Regions from separate parts of the Mus musculus genome. Here region 2 is linked to region 1. The links are chromatin contacts, called in public promoter capture Hi-C maps. All regions are on one chromosome and are shown on one strand. The core of a region is the stretch at or near the end of the contact, and the rest is flanking DNA. Distances in the headings are between cores, read along the strand shown.

What was found. Capture Hi-C pulls out chosen DNA fragments and counts their contacts.
Region 2: a promoter capture Hi-C map of liver shows a contact between it and region 1. The contact joins two enhancer-like sites. A contact is called at or near these places in 2 of 115 datasets of contacts at active chromatin or transcription factors (effector CD8 T cells and pancreatic cancer cells) and 2 of 9 other capture datasets (adipose tissue and liver).

Annotation. Positions count from the first base shown.
Region 1 is chr19:46,457,249-46,461,119 of GRCm38.p6, forward strand. All of the region lies in intron 8 of Sufu (SUFU negative regulator of hedgehog signaling), which reads left to right. Among named protein-coding and RNA genes, the nearest start is that of Trim8, 42 kb to the right of the region's middle. Within about 2 kb of position 2,178, at least 73 of the 459 cell types and tissues checked have an H3K27ac peak or open chromatin away from gene starts, as enhancers often do. A contact at or near this core is called in liver, where this site is marked.
Region 2 is chr19:46,626,791-46,630,661 of GRCm38.p6, forward strand. All of the region lies in intron 2 of Wbp1l (WW domain binding protein 1 like), which reads left to right. Among named protein-coding and RNA genes, the nearest start is that of Wbp1l, 30 kb to the left of the region's middle. Within about 2 kb of position 1,786, at least 37 of the 459 cell types and tissues checked have an H3K27ac peak or open chromatin away from gene starts, as enhancers often do. A contact at or near this core is called in liver, where this site is marked.

The sequences.
Region 1 (3,871 bases), core at 928-3,427:
AGTATTAATTTAATTCATCCTCGAAGCCACTGTAAGAAGTAGATGCTATTATGTATTTTCCTTTTTACAGAAGAAAAAGGTGAGGCCAGGGAGCTGATAAGTAGCTTAGGGCACACTCAACAAGTGTGGTCCTCCTTGCCCTGTGCTCAGGGACCGTGAGGTGAGGACCATGCGGGCTGTGCCTCTGAGATAATAATGATCTCACCAGAGGAACTCAGGTAACTAACTGGTTGTAGCATGAATAGGGACAAGCTCTCACATGGCACCGAGGACAAGCTAGGTCCATGTTAGCAGATTGCCAGGCTTATTTCACTGTAAGAAAGACCTCTCATTAGCCCCGATGATTCTAGAAATAATGAGCTGTGTCATAACTGGCTCATTTATAGAATTACTTTTAGACACAGGCCTCATTTTCTTCTTCAGAAACAAACCCTATCTCTGGCTCATCTCCCACCTCAGGACCAGGGGATTTCTTTCTTTCCGGAGCCCTATTTCCTGCTTCCCAGAAAGGCAGCCCCTCTGGTAACCTGTTCTGCTCGATCCACTGTTGCCAGCCTTCTTCCCACTGCCTTCCTGGAAGGCAAGTCCTGGGCCCTCTTTGGGGCGTCTTCAGCATTTCACAACCCTTGCATTCCAGCCATGAAATTTGTATCTGCCTTTTCCCAAGATGATCAGTTGAGAAAAGCCTCCTTCGGCTTGCTGGCGCCTCCCTTCCCACTGCCTGCTCGGGTGAGTTTGGGAAGCAGCCCTTTGTGCCACATGAGGACAGCCTGGTCCAGAGCTGTTCCTGCCAACACTTGTTGGGATCCAGGGTGGGAGTCATGGGACATCCTGTCTGTCTGAGGTCCCTGGTCAGCCAGAGGCTGATATTAGCTTTCCTGCCTCTCCATGGGCATGGTGACAGGCGAGCCTGTGTGGTCAGGTGTGTGCAGGGGAAGGTCTGTTTCTGTAAGCTGCTCCTCTAGCATCCTGTCCCTGTCCTCACTTAGCCAGTGACTCACTGAAGAGGAGAGTTCCATAAGCAACTCTGGGTCTTACATCTTCCCAAAGAGGGGCAGGCATCATGTGTGTGTACATGTGCGTTAGAGAGAAGGCTCTTGAGGAGTCAGAAGGCCTTTCAAAAGCAAGCAAGCTTAGTATCACTGCTTAGCCAGGCCTCTTATTTGTCTAAAATAGCACCCGAAGTGTGTCAGGATGCTCCCCCCACCCCTTAATTTCCTGAAGAATGAATTCTCCTGTTGTGATATTACCTCTGTAAGATTTCCACATAACACACACACACACTCACTCGTCCCTCCCTCCCTTCCTTCTTTCTATTTATTATTTATTTATTTATTCTTACTTATTTATTTCTGTTTAAGATGGAAGTCTTACTCTGTAGCCCAGACTGGTCGGGAACTTACAGGTAGCCAATAGCACAGGCTGGCCTAAACTCAGGGCCGTGCTCCTTCCTTGGCCTTCCGAATAGTGGGGTTGCAGGTAAGAGCCACACACACAGACCTGCTCCTCTCTTTACCTCTGTGCAGGCCTCTGCCCCCGTCTTTGGATGGGGTGACTTTGCTGCCCCTCACTCCCATCTCATCCTGGCCGGCCGGCCGGGGAGTTGTTCTTTAGCTGTTTGTTTTGTTCAGCCTATGGTGTCCATGAAGTGTAATTAGAAGAAGCTCTCTGGTTTCATCCACTCTGCCAGTGGGTTTGGGTGAAGGAGGTGAGTTTCCCCCTAGGAAGGCAGCTGGTTGCTGTGGTGCCACTTTGTACGTAGGACAGATTAGGATGTGACCCCGCTGTCGGTCGGGGTTATGTGTTAGGGCAGCAGACAGCCTGGAGCCTCTCTGTCACGGTGGCTTCACTCGCAGTTCTGATACTGGCACAGTACAGTCGCTTGCTCTGGAAAGCCCAGAGAGAACCCTGCTTCAGGGCTACAGTGGAGAGGCCAGGGCCTCGTCTCCACTGCTCCTGGAACACGGGCTTTGTTTTGGCTCCTTCACTGTGAACCTAGCTGTCGTGCTAAAGGTCTGTATGGCCGTGCTCAGAGCCACGTCTGAAAGGACAAAGCTGACGTGGCTCAACATATGTTTTGACTCTGGTCTTTGCGCCACTTCTGCAAAGAGACCAAGCAGTGGCCATCGTTCAAGGTTCCTGGCTGGCGCTTTGAGTCTAGGTGCAAACACTGCATCCCCTTCACCACGTTGCACAATCGGGAATATTTTTATCATCTATCCTTGATCTTCGGTGTCACCCAACACTTCAGCAGTGAGTCATTTCTGCAGGGAAGGGAAAGGGAAGGTTCAAAGGTGACAGCTGAAGAAAGGAAATGACTCAGTGTCTCAGAGAAAGGAAAGCTTGGGGCAGAGTGGGCTCTCACCCGAGACTACAGGGGTCCTGGCCTTACCCCCAAGCCAGAGGAGCCAGGTGAGATGGAGTGGCCAGAGGATCTTCCGAAGCTCAGCACCTCTGTTACGATCTTGTTCCGCCTGCCTTTGTCCTTTCAGCTTCGTGTGGTGTGTGTGTATGTGTGTGTGTGTGTGTGTGTGTGTGTGTGTGTGTGTACGTGTGGGTGCACGTGTGTGCATGTGTGATGTTTGTGTGAAGCAACATTGCCCCTCATCAGTACTGTCAGTGAGACACGGCCCTGTGCTTCCCTCTCCCTCACACCCTTTCCCAGGCCTGACCTGAGGAGAGGCCTACAAGTGGCTCTTTCTCTGGAAAGTTCAGAGCTTCTGTCAGCAATCAGAAAGCAATGGGAATAATCTCCCAGGCAAAAAGCCAAAGCCAGAGGTGGCACTGGGGCTTTGCCAGGCCACTGTACTTCACTTCTGATTTGTCACCAAGCCCAGTGTCCTGCTTCCAGGTGTCCCCAAGGAGAAGGTCTCAAGTCATGTGGCCAGTGTAGACGTCATGAGTATCACAGGATGAGGACTGTGGCTAGCAGGAATTTCAGCTGCTTGGTTCTTCCTCCCACCCCTGTTGCCATGGATAGAGGCAGAGAGCGCTGCTTCAGTGAGTGTGGAGAAGTAAGACCTTTCCAGAGGGGAGAGAACTATAGATTAGGTTCTGCCAGTCTGCTGTGAAGGCAGGGTGACTGGAGCATGTGCCATACACCACCTAGGACTGCAAATCAGGAGGCTTGTCTTTCCACTGGAAGGTGTGCTAGGCTATGTGGAAAGTCACCTTATACAGTGAGAAGGGTAAATATAGATCGTGTTATACAGACGGTGGTAACAACAAAGAGGAGGATTAGGTCCACTTCTGAATTGTCATGGTAGTCACTCCTTGATCTTTTGGCAAAGATCAAGTATAACCATTCTACATACCTGCCCTCTGTGCTCTGAACACAGGCAGGACCCTAGGCTGGAGAGTTCTTGAGGCTGAGTAGGTATTATATATCACCTATGGGGCAGGGGATTGCTGTTTCCCCCCACTTCACGCAGTAGAGTGCCGTTGCCCCGATTCTATTAGTATAGAGTCAAGCCAGGGCATGGTAGTACAAGCCTCTAATCCCAGAACGTGAGAGCAGAGGCAGGCAGAGTGCTGCAAGTTTAAGAAAGCCTGGTCTACATAGGGAGTTTCAGGCCAACCAGGGCTACATAGACACTGTCAAACTCCATGAAATCGGCCCCTGCAGAATCAAGGCACTAGGAATAAGCACCAGTCAGTGTTTGAACCGTGGTCCTTTGCCTGAAGAGCCACATCTCTTTTCCACTGTGTACACTTGCAAATGGAGACAGAGCAGAACATGGTGACACATAGTTGGAGTCTCAGCAGGTGCGTATTGAGGCAGAACAGTCTAAAGTTCTAGACTGGATGGATAGACAGACAGACTCCCTGTTTGTTAAAATAAATAAGCAGGATGTAGTGGCACATGCTTTTA
Region 2 (3,871 bases), core at 536-3,035, 170 kb after region 1:
GGTGGATGTGTGGATGGATGGGTAGATGGATGGATGGATGGATGGATGGATGGATGGATAGGTGGATGGGTGGGTGGATGGGTGTGTGGATGGATGGATGGATGGATGGATGGATGGGATGTATGGATGGATGTATGGATGGATGGTGGATGGATGGATGGGTGGGTGGGTGGGTGGATGGATGGATGGATGGATGGATGAGAGCATGACCTGACTTCAGTGTATGTGAAGAGCAAATGAGCCTCAGAATGTGTGAATTCTTTCATGTAGGGCAGTGAGGATAGCTCAGTAGGAAGAAGCTACAGTGTTGACCAGGGAGCAGTGTTGTCCACAGTGTGTGGAAGAGCCAAGGTGTAGAAATTTTCTGGTTGTGCTGCTGTGTCCCAGGTTTTAGGCAGAGCACACAGTTAGGCACACTGTCCTGTTGTGGTTTTCTGGCCAAGAGAAAGTCTGGCTTGAAGTCTGAGAAGGTAGAGGTGGTTTTTTTAGAGAACAACACAGCAGCAGCAGGGGCTCAGCCTGCAGAAGGAGTGAGTTCGAGTTCTGACTGTGTCAGGAGGTGTTGGGTTGGTAATACTGGAAGACTCTTAGGATCAGCATTCTGTACCTGGAGAGGATTGTGCAAAAGAGGTTCAAAGCATGTTGAGTATGCAAGGACGGGTCAATGCTCTCCCTGACCCGGGAGGGCCGCAGTCTCCGCTAGGATCAGTGTGTGGATGATGGAGACTCCCTAGGTGCAGATCATCCTCACATGACATTAAAGGGGACAGGTGGCTCAGAAGTTCCAAGGCTGACAAGAGGTCCTGTACAGGCGATAGTCCAATTGTTACACAGTTGTTCCAGTCAGTGGAACACAGGCTAGACCCTTGGAGACAATAACTTACATTAAAATTCTGTCTTCTATGGGGGAGGCCTACTGTGTCCCAAATTGTCTACGTCATGGCTGCAGGAGTGGGGTGGAGGTGGAGGTGGTTTCTAACACCAGAAATATGTGGTCTCCAGTGGGACTGAAAATAAGTCTTTGACCTTCTTGGAGTCTTTTGTCCATGTTGAATTTGGTCATGACAAGAGGCATAAGGAGGCCGACTCCTGGTCTCCTGAGGAGCTAGCTGTAACCTTTTTTAAAATTGAGAAGGGGGAAGGGGTTTTGTTGTAGTGGCTTGAACCCTTAATCCTCCGGCCTTAGCCTCTTTGGGGGCAGGACAACATAGGCCTATTGTTGTCCACAGCTGCCGTTCACATCCTTGAGTGACTGGTATCCGCATGCCCTTGTTGGTATAGACCAGACAGGCAGAGTGCTGGACCAGTCTCTCCTCAGGTCTGAAAGCAAGTGGCCGGGGAAGCGCCCACTGGTTAGAGCTTAAAGCAGCTGCTCCACACACTTGCCTGGGTTTTGTCCCCAGCAACATAAGCAAAGAGCAAATGACCTGAGAACCACACAGCACTGAGACCCCCACCCCCCCCAGGCCAGCTACAGGGGGAGAGCTCCGACTGGGGATAAGGAAGAGGTAACTCGTCAGCCTCTGGCTTTGGGTTTGCTCACTATTAGCCAACCTTTACTTGGGGGATAGCATTCATTACTTCAGGACCACCACCACATGTGAGGGGTCTTACCTCCGTATTGCCAAAAGGAGAATGGAATCGAAGAGGTCTGCGCTCCAGCGTACCAGTGAGTGTAATGGCCGTGACTCATTCCCTAGCAATCTGGCCTGGTGCTGGGTCCTGTAGCCTGCTCTGTGGCAGAGGACCAGGCTCTGGCTCCTCGTCACCCTGACCCTTTTGAGCTTAGCCTCCACTCCACCGGGATCAGGGCAAATTAAGCAAGATTCAGCTTGGAAGGGAACTAGCTGTGTATAACGCAGCAGCCACCAAGGTGACACTTGTTTATATTGTTGGAGCCAGAGCCAGAATCCTTATCTGGACTGATTGTAGAAATCTTGCGACAGGCAGGGGAGCACCCCCCTCCTCTGCCCTGCGGTGGGAGGTGAGGAAGGCCTTTTCTCCCAAGCCCACCCTCGTGAGGGTTTGAAGCCCTGCAGACTCTGTAGGAAGAGGCTGCATTTTTAGGGGCTGTGACTTGTTCTTTGTGACATCTCTGATGAGAACGGTGGAAGAAAGACCAGGACCTGGTGGCAAAAGGACCCTATCTGTTGACTGCGACTTTTCTCTAGGACAGAGTCAAAGACAATGGTTGCTTCCTCCAGTGATGGAGAGAGAGCCCTTGATTTTTTTGTTTTTTGTTTTTTGTTTTTTTTTTGGTTTTTCGAGACAGGGTTTCTCTGTGTAGCCCTGGCTGTCCTGGCACTCACTCACTTTGTAGACCAGGCTGGCCTCGAACTCAGAAATCCGCCTGCCTCTGCCTCCTGAGTGCTGGGATTAAAGGCGTGCGTGCGCCACCACCGCCGTACCACTGGTCTTTTAATTCTCCATTACTAGCACATCTTGCTGTTAGCTGCTGATCTGCAGGTTGTGAGTTGAAACAACCCTAAGTGGTAACCTGCCTTAGTTTCTGTGTCATCTATGGCCACTGCTTATTTGGGCAGAGTTCAAACCCTGGACCTCAAGAAAGACAGAAGGCTAAGGAGAATTGGAAGTTGGAAATTATTAGCCTTGGCTATGTAGTGAGTTAAAGGCCAGCATAGGCTATGTGATAAGACTCTGACTCAAAAGAAAGGAAAAGGAAAAGAAATAATGCCATATCTTTGTATTTCTTTAATCAGTGTCCTCTTCTATGATATACATTTCTTTGTAGATTACTGTATCACTATGTTGAAATGTATTGTGTATTCTACTTACAAATACACAAAAGTAAAATCTGTAGCCTTTGCCTTTTCTGTGTCCATTGTAGGAAGTTTTGAGCAGTGAAGCCGCAAATAGAAGTAAAGAATAAAAACATATTCAAGAATTAAAAAAATAAATCCTGTCCAGTGACTTAGTTCTAGAGTGCAGCCTGAGGCAGCCTCCAGAAAAGGATGTTGGCTCTGCAGATGGCTGGTGTGTGACACTGGCTTCTCTTCCTGGAAGCAGTGTGGGGTTTACTGGTACTGTGTTCTGTCTGTTCCTCCCCGGCTTTGTAGTTATTGTTTGGCTCCTTTGCTCAACAGACAGGATTCCAGGGGCTTCCACTGAACTGTGTCGCAAGGTCTCAATTTTGGTTTCAGACAGTGCCTAACTTAGTGCGTGGTTTTTCAGTCAAGGGTTTGGACATCCTGGTTCCCCGACAACCACAAACACTCCTGACGTCCCACCCTGAGTATGGCTCTGCAGTACAATGCAGGGAAGCGCTGGGATGAGCTGGGGCGGACTCCGGCACTCGAGGAGTGCCCACCTCTGAGTGGGGCTCTGAATTTTGGAACCTGGCTCAGTTTGTGCTGGATTACTGTAAACCTGAGGAGCTGGGGGCTCATTTCTCACCCATCTGGGAAATGAGAGCTCCAGGCTTTAACCTTGGGAGGTTCTCTGCAGGCTGCTGCATGAGAGACCAAGAGTGACTTATTCCAAGGGCTTCATGGCTCCCTAGTCCTCAGCCTAGGGTTTTCTGAAGGGTTTTTGTTGGAGTAGATGCATGTGTGATTCTGACCTCAGTCTTGTCATTTGAGAGTTCACAGAGCACAGAATCCGTAAGCCAATCAGAGAATGAGACTTCACAGAACACAGTTATGTGATTTTTGTCTAGAACAGTGCATTAAAACTAGGGGCAGTTTGGCGTGTGCGGTGCCCCTCCCCCCTGCCCCCCCATGTCTAAACACGATTGGCTGACTATGGGCTCATGGCTGACTAAATGCAAAACCCTAGGCTAGAAGCTCCTGACAGCAGTCTGTTGCTGTTCTGAGAGGGAGTCATGGGCCTTAAAGAGGAGAGCTTGCTATGT